3 separate regions of the Mus musculus genome follow, and all the other regions are linked to region 1. Evidence: chromatin contacts called from public promoter capture Hi-C data. All regions are on one chromosome and are shown on one strand. The core of a region is the stretch at or near the end of the contact, and the rest is flanking DNA. Distances in the headings are between cores, read along the strand shown. Region 1 holds the start of Zfp280d (zinc finger protein 280D). Region 2 holds the start of Ccnb2 (cyclin B2). Region 3 holds the start of Adam10 (a disintegrin and metallopeptidase domain 10).

What was found. Promoter capture Hi-C pulls out the DNA fragments that hold promoters and counts their contacts. Capture Hi-C pulls out chosen DNA fragments and counts their contacts.
Region 2: a contact with region 1 is called in a promoter capture Hi-C map of erythroid cells, with 16 times the contacts expected there. The contact joins the promoter of Ccnb2 here to the promoter of Zfp280d in region 1. A contact is called at or near these places in 2 of 39 promoter capture datasets (erythroid cells and pre-B cells).
Region 3: a contact with region 1 is called in a promoter capture Hi-C map of liver, with 4 times the contacts expected there. The contact joins the promoter of Adam10 here to the promoter of Zfp280d in region 1. A contact is called at or near these places in 1 of 39 promoter capture datasets (hippocampal neurons) and 2 of 9 other capture datasets (adipose tissue and liver).

What each region holds. Positions count from the first base shown.
Region 1 is chr9:72,273,582-72,276,253 of GRCm38.p6, reverse strand. Zfp280d (zinc finger protein 280D) reads right to left here and starts at 1,366. Exons shown (of 22, transcript NM_146224.5): 1 at 1,225-1,366.
Region 2 is chr9:70,420,185-70,422,856 of GRCm38.p6, reverse strand. It overlaps Ccnb2 (cyclin B2), which reads left to right and starts at 1,303. Exons shown (of 9, transcript NM_007630.2): 1 at 1,303-1,440. The coding sequence starts at 1,417.
Region 3 is chr9:70,677,625-70,680,296 of GRCm38.p6, reverse strand. It overlaps Adam10 (a disintegrin and metallopeptidase domain 10), which reads right to left and starts at 1,315. Exons shown (of 16, transcript NM_007399.4): 1 at 1,038-1,315. The coding sequence starts at 1,092.

The sequences.
Region 1 (2,672 bases), core at 117-2,616:
CTCATCGTCATTTCTGAGGCTGACCTTCAAAACTGCTCTGCCAACAAAAACGTCTCCGAAAGTAGCCCAAGGTAAACATTGACACCAATGACAGATACAACCACTCAAACTCAAGGATGGCTTTAGTGCAGATGGTGGACCATCAAAAAGCACAAGGTCCTCCAACCCGGTCCCTTCACCCTATCAGTTACATCCAAACAACTTGAGTTGGTACAGTCATCTCTCAAAACAAGATAGCACACAGATGCCAAGGGAAGGGTTTTGTACCTTCAAACTCTTACTTCCATCGTGTGAATTTATGGTTAAGGGCACTAAAAGACGTCCAAGTATTTAGATGATTCAGTCCAAACTTGAAAATAAAGCCAAATGTTTAAGTATGGCGGACTATTTAAAAAAAAAATTTTTTTTCTTCGTGAAGCCAAAAGTCTCCATGCTCGCAGCAGGTTAACGTCCATTTTTTTCCTAGCATATTTCTTTCCTAACGGGTTACAAATGCAGGTTGGTCGTGAAAACACCATCTTCTTGCGCAGGCTAAAACCTCAGCGCGACCACTCGTTTGTGGTTTATTAAGTGAAACCTGCAACGCACAGCTGGAAAATCTGTCAGGCTCGGTTCTCCTCAAAGCCCTCCTCTGGTAGACAATAGCGGGGCTATGGCAGAGTGGGGACATTCCTTTGACAAGAAAGGTGGCTAGATAGGAGCGGTCGTCTAGCACAAGGTAAGGCCTCTGTGGCTGTTATGGCGAACGCCAGTGGGGTTCTGCTCTTGCGTGAAGAGTCGAGTGGGTTGGGTTGTGAGCTCGGGTCTCCGCCACACACACACACACACACACACACACACACACACACACCCGCGGACAAGGTACAAAGGACCGAGGGGAGTCGTCCCCCGAGAGCACAGCCGGGCTGAGAAAGCGATGGGAGGATCTGCGCGGTGGCGAGGCGACGAGGCGAGGCGACGGCTGGGCGGCCCTGTACTGTGGGCCGCCGCGCCGCCGGCCGCCTCGCCTCGTCGCGCCGGGAACCCTCCCGCGCCAGGCCCGGCAAGATGGCGGGCCCGGCCCCATGCGCAGCCGGCCCCTGCCCTGCCCGGCCCGGGCGCTCTCGCCGACGCGCCGCGGCCCGAGACCCCCACCCTGCGCCCCCGGAGTGCGGCGGCGCGGCCGCGCGGGAGGGCCTTCGCGGGCGGGCGGGCGGGCGGCCGCGCGGGGCGGGGGACGCTTACCGTGAGCGGAGCGGCTCGGCCTGACTGGAGCCCTGAGGAGGAGGAGAAAGAGGAGGAGGCGAGGGAGGAGCGCGGGCTGTGTACGCCGAGGCCGCTCCGGCTCCCATCGCGGAGCGGGGCTGCTGGGCGCCGTGAGGGGGGAGGGGGCTGTCGCGAGCCAGGGCGCAGTGCCTCATGGGTAGGCTCCGGGTTGGCCTCGCGCGTCCGCGCTCCCAGTCTTCCCGCCAACGCGGGAGGCGAGCGCGGCCATATGCGCCGTGCTGCGGACCTCGAAGGCCCGGGCCGGCCGGGCCCTAGCAGCCGGCGAGGACACGCGGGGACCGGGCTGAGCTAGGCCGTGGCGCTCATGGCCGCCTCAGGCCTAGAATTTGTAGGCACTCAGCAGTGAGTTCCATCCTTCTCCGTGTGCGAGGGTTAAAGGGCATGGGGAAGGGTGTGAGAGGAAAAGGAGATGAGTTTCCAGGATAGTACCACGTTGTTTTTGGAAAGTACGTTTTTGTTTGGGTATCTTTTTCACTCCTATTGTATGAATAGTAATCCGTAATTGGAGGTGGAAAAAAATGGCCGATGTATTTATAAGAATACTTCATCGTAAGTCGGATCTGTAAGGAAACAGACACCATGTTATGTCCGAAATGTAGATGGACATTTGTGTGTTTGAACGATGTCAGATTTTGTTAAAAAAAAAAAAAAGAAAGGAAGGAAGGAAGAAAGAAAGAGGCAATAAAACGAGGGCTGGAGAGATGTAAAATGAGTAAGAGCCCATGTTGCTTTTCTAGAGTGCCCTAATTTGGTTCGCAGCACCCCATGGTGGCACACAACTACAGTTCAGGGGATCTGATGCCCTCTTCTGGCCTCGGTAGGCACCAGACACTAAAGTGGCACACAGGCATATATACAGACAAAAAAACACAGATACACATAAACTCAAATACTATGAGCTACCTTCTATCAAATAGCCTCAGTGTCTATAGATACCAGGCTCTCGGCGATCAAAGCTTCTTTTATTCCAGTCTTAATTACTAGCTCAATACATTTCATACTTAGAGAATGGGTACAAAAGGTTTAAAGAGACCAGCAGATTTCAGAGGACAAAAGCAGAAAGCTGATACATATATAAAGTGAGTTGCAGATACTAAGGGAAGGGATCTGGGAACCCAATAGGAGGCCAGTGGAGCTAGGGCTGCAGAACAGGACCACAGGGGGCTAGAAGCCAGAGAGGAGCAAGATCCATTAGAAAGACAGAAGGAGGACACTGCAGGTGGGCTAAGCCCAGTATTGTGAATTTAGGATTTGTCTGCCTATCACTTCCTTGAAAGAGACACCAGGTGGTCAGGTGAGAGGTTAGCAATTCAGTCACCATCTCAGTGTTAGGTACCTATATTATTAGTTTTCTAACTGAACTTAGAGAATGAATCCATGTGCATAGAAAGGGGGGTTATTAGAAT
Region 2 (2,672 bases), core at 54-2,553, 1.9 Mb after region 1:
GTGCTGAAATCATGAGTTTAAGAGGTCCTCCTGCCATTTCTGAGTTCAAGGCCAGCCTGGTCTACAGAGTGAGTTCCAGGACTGCCAGGGCTATACAAAGAAACCCTGTCTCAGGAAAAAAAAAAATCCTCCTGCCTTAGCCTCCCAAGTAACTGGAATTATTACAAGCATGTGCTAATAGTACAAACTGCAGAGCACATTTTCTTCCCCAATCCAAACCAAAGCTTCCCAAGAAAGAGAAAGCTATGCGTAACCTCTGTGATTGTAAGGATGATGGACCAAGAGTCAGCAGCCACAGAACTTTCATTTCCTTTAGCAGGTACTTGAGAGAACTTAATGGGATATAAATAGTTATTTCTGCTCCTTTGGTTTCCAATATCCATGTGTAATTTAGGTCGAGGGGTAGTACTGCCACCTTGTCTTTTCAGGTGGGAGTGTTGGACAACACTGGTTCTTCCTTTAGACTCAGATTGGAAATGTCAGATTTGGGCGAAGGGGGAGGGAGCATTTATTATTTCCCAATAGAAGGGACTTGAACAAGACTGATGGGGTAGCCTGATCTCAAGTCGTTCTGCTGGCACTGCACCATTTTCTGTGTTGTTACCTAGTCTTTTCCCCAGGGTAATATTCTGGTTTTGTTTTTTGTTTTTGTTTTTGTTTTCTGTCTTGTCTCTCACTGTTCACAACTTGGGATACTCATTATTTTTCTTTTGAAATCTTGTGCACATCACACCGTCATTTGACAAATAGTTTCTGAGTTCTACTGTATTGTGCTGGAAGTCACACAAATCACGTCTAGTTTGAATTATGACTCTGCTGGGGATCTGTTTTAGGAAGACCACATACAGTACACATCCGAGTCACAATCATCTTGTAGCCCTGAACGACCTGGAGACGATGGCTTCATTTGCCAGACCATTCCAATCCAAATTCCCAGGTAGACGTTTCCGGAAGAGGAAGTAAGGTCAGAAGTAGCATTTCCAGGAAGTTCTCTGGAACCCACTTCTACCTAACCCAGAACAAACTTTTAAAGACATATGTCCTTAGGTGATGGCTCCCCACTCCTACCCCTAAAATTAAGACAATCTTTTCCAGTAGGAGGAAAAATTATTTTATTTAATATCAGGGACTAGAATTTGAAAATAAGACTGTAGACAAGGAAACAACAAAGCCTGGTGGCCTCGCTGGTTGCTATGACAAGCAAATACAAGCCAGCCAATCAACGTGCAGAAAGGCCTTCCAGTCTAGCCAATGGGTTGCGCGCGCCCTGCGTGCGTCTACCCAATAGTGCGTCAGCGGCGCGGTATTTGAATCGCGGACCGGGCGGTGGACGCGGAGCGGCGGGGCCCTGACCCTCCCAACGGTGTCGCAGACCGGAGTGGCTGTGCCTCGTCCGCACTTGCCAGGGCGGCCCTCATGGCGCTGCTCCGACGCCCGACGGTGAGTGCGCCGGGGCTACGGTGCCCTGTCCTGCCGGGTAGCCCGGGAGGCTGCCGGAGAGGCCCTGGCAGAGCTAAAGCGGTCCAGAGGCCCGGCCTGGGGTCTTCATTCCTGTTACCACTCAGGGCTGTGCTGCGCTGGGGATGAGGACCGGGAGGAACCGGGAAGCCGCCCAGTGCCATTTCTCTACTTTTCACATTTTTCAGTTTGCTTCGTGTGAGCTTCCCATTCGCGTCTTCATACTGCCTTCCTGGCCAAGGTCATTAAAGTGTGGTTTTGTCCTCTTAAAAAAAAAAAAAAACAGAAATAACAAAATGAAAACAAATACCCACCTAAGTGCTGGGCGGTGGTGGTGCACGCCTTTAATCCCAGCACTTGGGAGGCAGAGGCAGGCGGATTTCTGAGTTCGAGGCCAGCCTGGTCTACAGAGTGAGTTCCAGGACAGCCAGGGCTATTCAAAGAAACCCTGTCTCGAAAAAAGCAAAAAACAAAAAACAAAAACACCCAAGTGTAAGAGGAAACGTACAAAACTTGGATCCTAGGATGGCAGACAGTTGGGCAAAAGGCCAAATTCCTTTAATTACCTTTTTGAGAATGAAAGTATTACTGACTTTTAGGCTTTAATTGTACTAGGGTCGGTCTACTTTAGTTGAAAACAAGAGGGCCCCCGACACAGCTGCTGCCATTGTCCTGGCTAGTTAAAAGCCTCCAATTCCTCTTCCCAGTGAATTCAGGGGTACCCCTCATTACCAGGCTTTAACTCATAAGAAATTGAACTTTCAAACTCATTTTGAATTTAGCCGTGGGAAGCTAGCAGTAAAGACCGAACAGCTTAGATTTGGGGATCAGAATCCTAAACAATGAGGAACATACAGTCAGGGTTCATGTCTTGTAGCTCTAACTGCCACTAACAAGTTAATTTTTGTCTAATTTGTTCTTTCAAATTATTTAACAGTTAAAGTCTTGTGTAGGGATGGGGTACAGTTTATCTGGTCTATCCTACACAGGTCATCTTAAAAAAAAACAAAAAAACCCCAACCTTTGGAGAGGTTTTTTTGTTTGTTTTGTAGGATTAGTTCCCCCCCTCCCCCAACACTCAGAAAGTTAAATATTTTTTTCTCATGGAATACTTGTTATTGTACCACACTGTAAACTTTGGGGTATGAATAGCAAGCCTTGTTTCTTAACTGTATTCAAGATGAAGGCAATTAATTTCAAGTAACACTATTTTT
Region 3 (2,672 bases), core at 66-2,565, 1.6 Mb after region 1:
AAAGTATCAAATTAGGCTGCTGACAACCATCCGAAGCACCCCTGGAAGTTCTGGGGGTTGTTTCCAATTCAATGCTTTTAAGCTAACCTCTCTCCAGACACTTGGGCGGCAAATTAGCTTACCTATGGTAAAGCACTTTCTCATAGGAACAAAATAATCATGCAACCTGTCCTAGGAAAGCCTGGGAATGAAATACCGCTGTCTCAAACCCGAAGCATCAGGAAACTTGAAGCAACAGTGAACTCCAATTTGCAGGGGGAGGGAGCACAGCCCTGACAATCCTCTGACTAAGCAGTACGTCTGCTCCACCTGAGAGTTTAAGAAAACTCTGCAAGTTGGTTCGCCCAGGAAGGGTCGGTCTTGCTTCTCTGTGGACTCAACTCAAAAAGACAGATGGATCGAAGAGCATCCTAAAACGGCTTGCCCTTCTCCTCAGTCAACTAAAGTCTTGCCCCGGGGAGACAGAAGACAGACAGACAGAACGACAGACACACACACACACACAACCTCCGGCGCGCTGGCTACAAACACTCCGAAAAGAGCACGAGGCGGAGGGAAGGCACTCGGGTGGGACACGCACACCGGCGTCCGACACCCGGCCCGGGTCCGCTCGCTCGCTTGCAGAACAATGCTCCCGCCGCGCTGCCAACCTCGCAAGTTGCTGCGAGTCTGCGCGGTCCCGGGGCTCGGACCCCGGCAGGGCTGAGGTGGCTGCGGAGTGCGCGAGGGCGGCTGGCCTGGGCTCCGCCGCTCCCGGGGAAAGCGGCGCGAGAAGCCGGGCAGGCAGGGCCGCCGGGCCGTGGGGGCGGGGAAGGCCTGGCCCGGGGCTCCGCAGCCTGCTCGGGCCGCCGCCGGCGGGAGCGCGGTCGGGGCGCGCGAGGGACAATAGCGCGCGGGGAGCGTCGCTCGGGGTCGGCTGAGGCGAGCTGAGAGAGCTGACAGAAGCCGAGGAGACCTGACACGCGCGGCCCGGCTCCGCGACGCTGCGCTCGGCCCGACCGACCGCCGCTCCGTCGCCGCCCGGGGTCGTGTCTCACCTCCCAGCCCCGCCGCCCAGGAGAGGAGCAGAATTAACACTGTCGGCAACACCATCTTCCCCGGCCGCCGCCTCCTCACGGGTTAACCGCGGTGCATCGATCCTGAGGGAGCCGCGACCGGCGCTGGGTCCCGACGAGCCTCCCCGGCAGTGGCACCCGGCGAAGCGCCTCCCTCTCGCTCCACTTCAGGGGCCCAGCCGCGCGCCCTGCTCCGCCAAAACAGGGCCCTCCCTCCCCCTCGGCCTCTTCCTTCCTCCCTTCCCCGCTTCCCTGCCCTCGCTCTTCGCCTGGTCTCAGCCCCTTCCCTGAGCCGCGGCCCTCCGCCTCCTTTCTCGCCACGTGACGCGACGGCACCCAATACACTCGCGAGGCCGCACCCCTGCCTCCCGCCCCGCCCTGCTCCCCCAAGCGCCCCGGGATAATGCGCATGCGTGCCGAGGCGAGCGCCCGGGCCGCTAGGCCCCGCCGCTGCTTCCTGTCCGCTGGCGGAGAGCAGGGATTGGCCTGGGAGGGCGGGGCCGCTGGAGACTCCGCCCACCGCCCCGGGCGGGAGCGCTCTTTTCCCTGTGAAAGTGCTACCTGGTTCTTCCAGCTGTTAAGGACTGTCTCTTGGAATCACACCCTACCCCGAAGCTGTCAAGAAGGGCTTTCGGCTTCTTCGCCTCCAAAAAACTAGAGGTTTTCCTTGCTTCTCTATCTGTTTCTTTTGAAGCTCTGCAGCTGCCAAGTAAACAAAAGCAGTCCCAGCAAACCATGATTTTAGCCGCGATACACAGCTCTGATGGGAACATAAAAGGAAAGATCCAACAGGAAGAAAAAAATACCCAAAGGGGTATCTTCCCGAACCATTAGCAAATGTATGTCACCTACTAGGCCTTAGCCATAATAATAAATAAATAAATAAATAAGCCGGTGGTCCTTAGTCTCCAGCTCAGAAAATGCTCGCTTGTTAGTCTGTTTCCCTCATACCTCCTTCATGCCAACTTCTACAAAACCGGTATTTGACTTCTCATTTACTCGCTTTGATTCTTTATACTCGTATTCAAGAACTACAACTTTAGGAGTAATGGGAGGAGGGATTTGTAAGGGTGGGACTGGGAGGAGAGGAGCGGGGCTGCTCTTCGGATGTAACGCGAATGAATAAATGAAAAAAAAAAAGAACTACAACGTCTTCATCATACTTAACTCTGCTTCGGTTGACTCAAAGAATATGAGTTTATATTATTGATAATAAGAATAAATTGCAAACCTTTTACTTCCGCCCTATATATTTTCTACAACCTACATTGTTAATGTAGATAATGTGGTTTTTAAAGAAAACAGAAATAAAGATGAGAATACTTTTCCCACCCCCATCTCCCATCTCTCATCTAATTATCCCAGGTTATTCTTTGAGTGGTTATGAGGCCAAGGGTAAACATGAACTTCTGATTCCTCCCATCTTCCATGCACCGTCACACCTTACTTAAGGAATATACTTATTTTAATTGTTTTGAAAAATGAATTGTTGTTTTGCTTCACATTACTAAACTCAATACTGCAGTCAGAACTTCCCACATCATCATGATTGTCCTGTCCATTCGTTTCTACTGAAGCATATAAAATCAATACAGAGTAACTGAATGCTGTTATTTC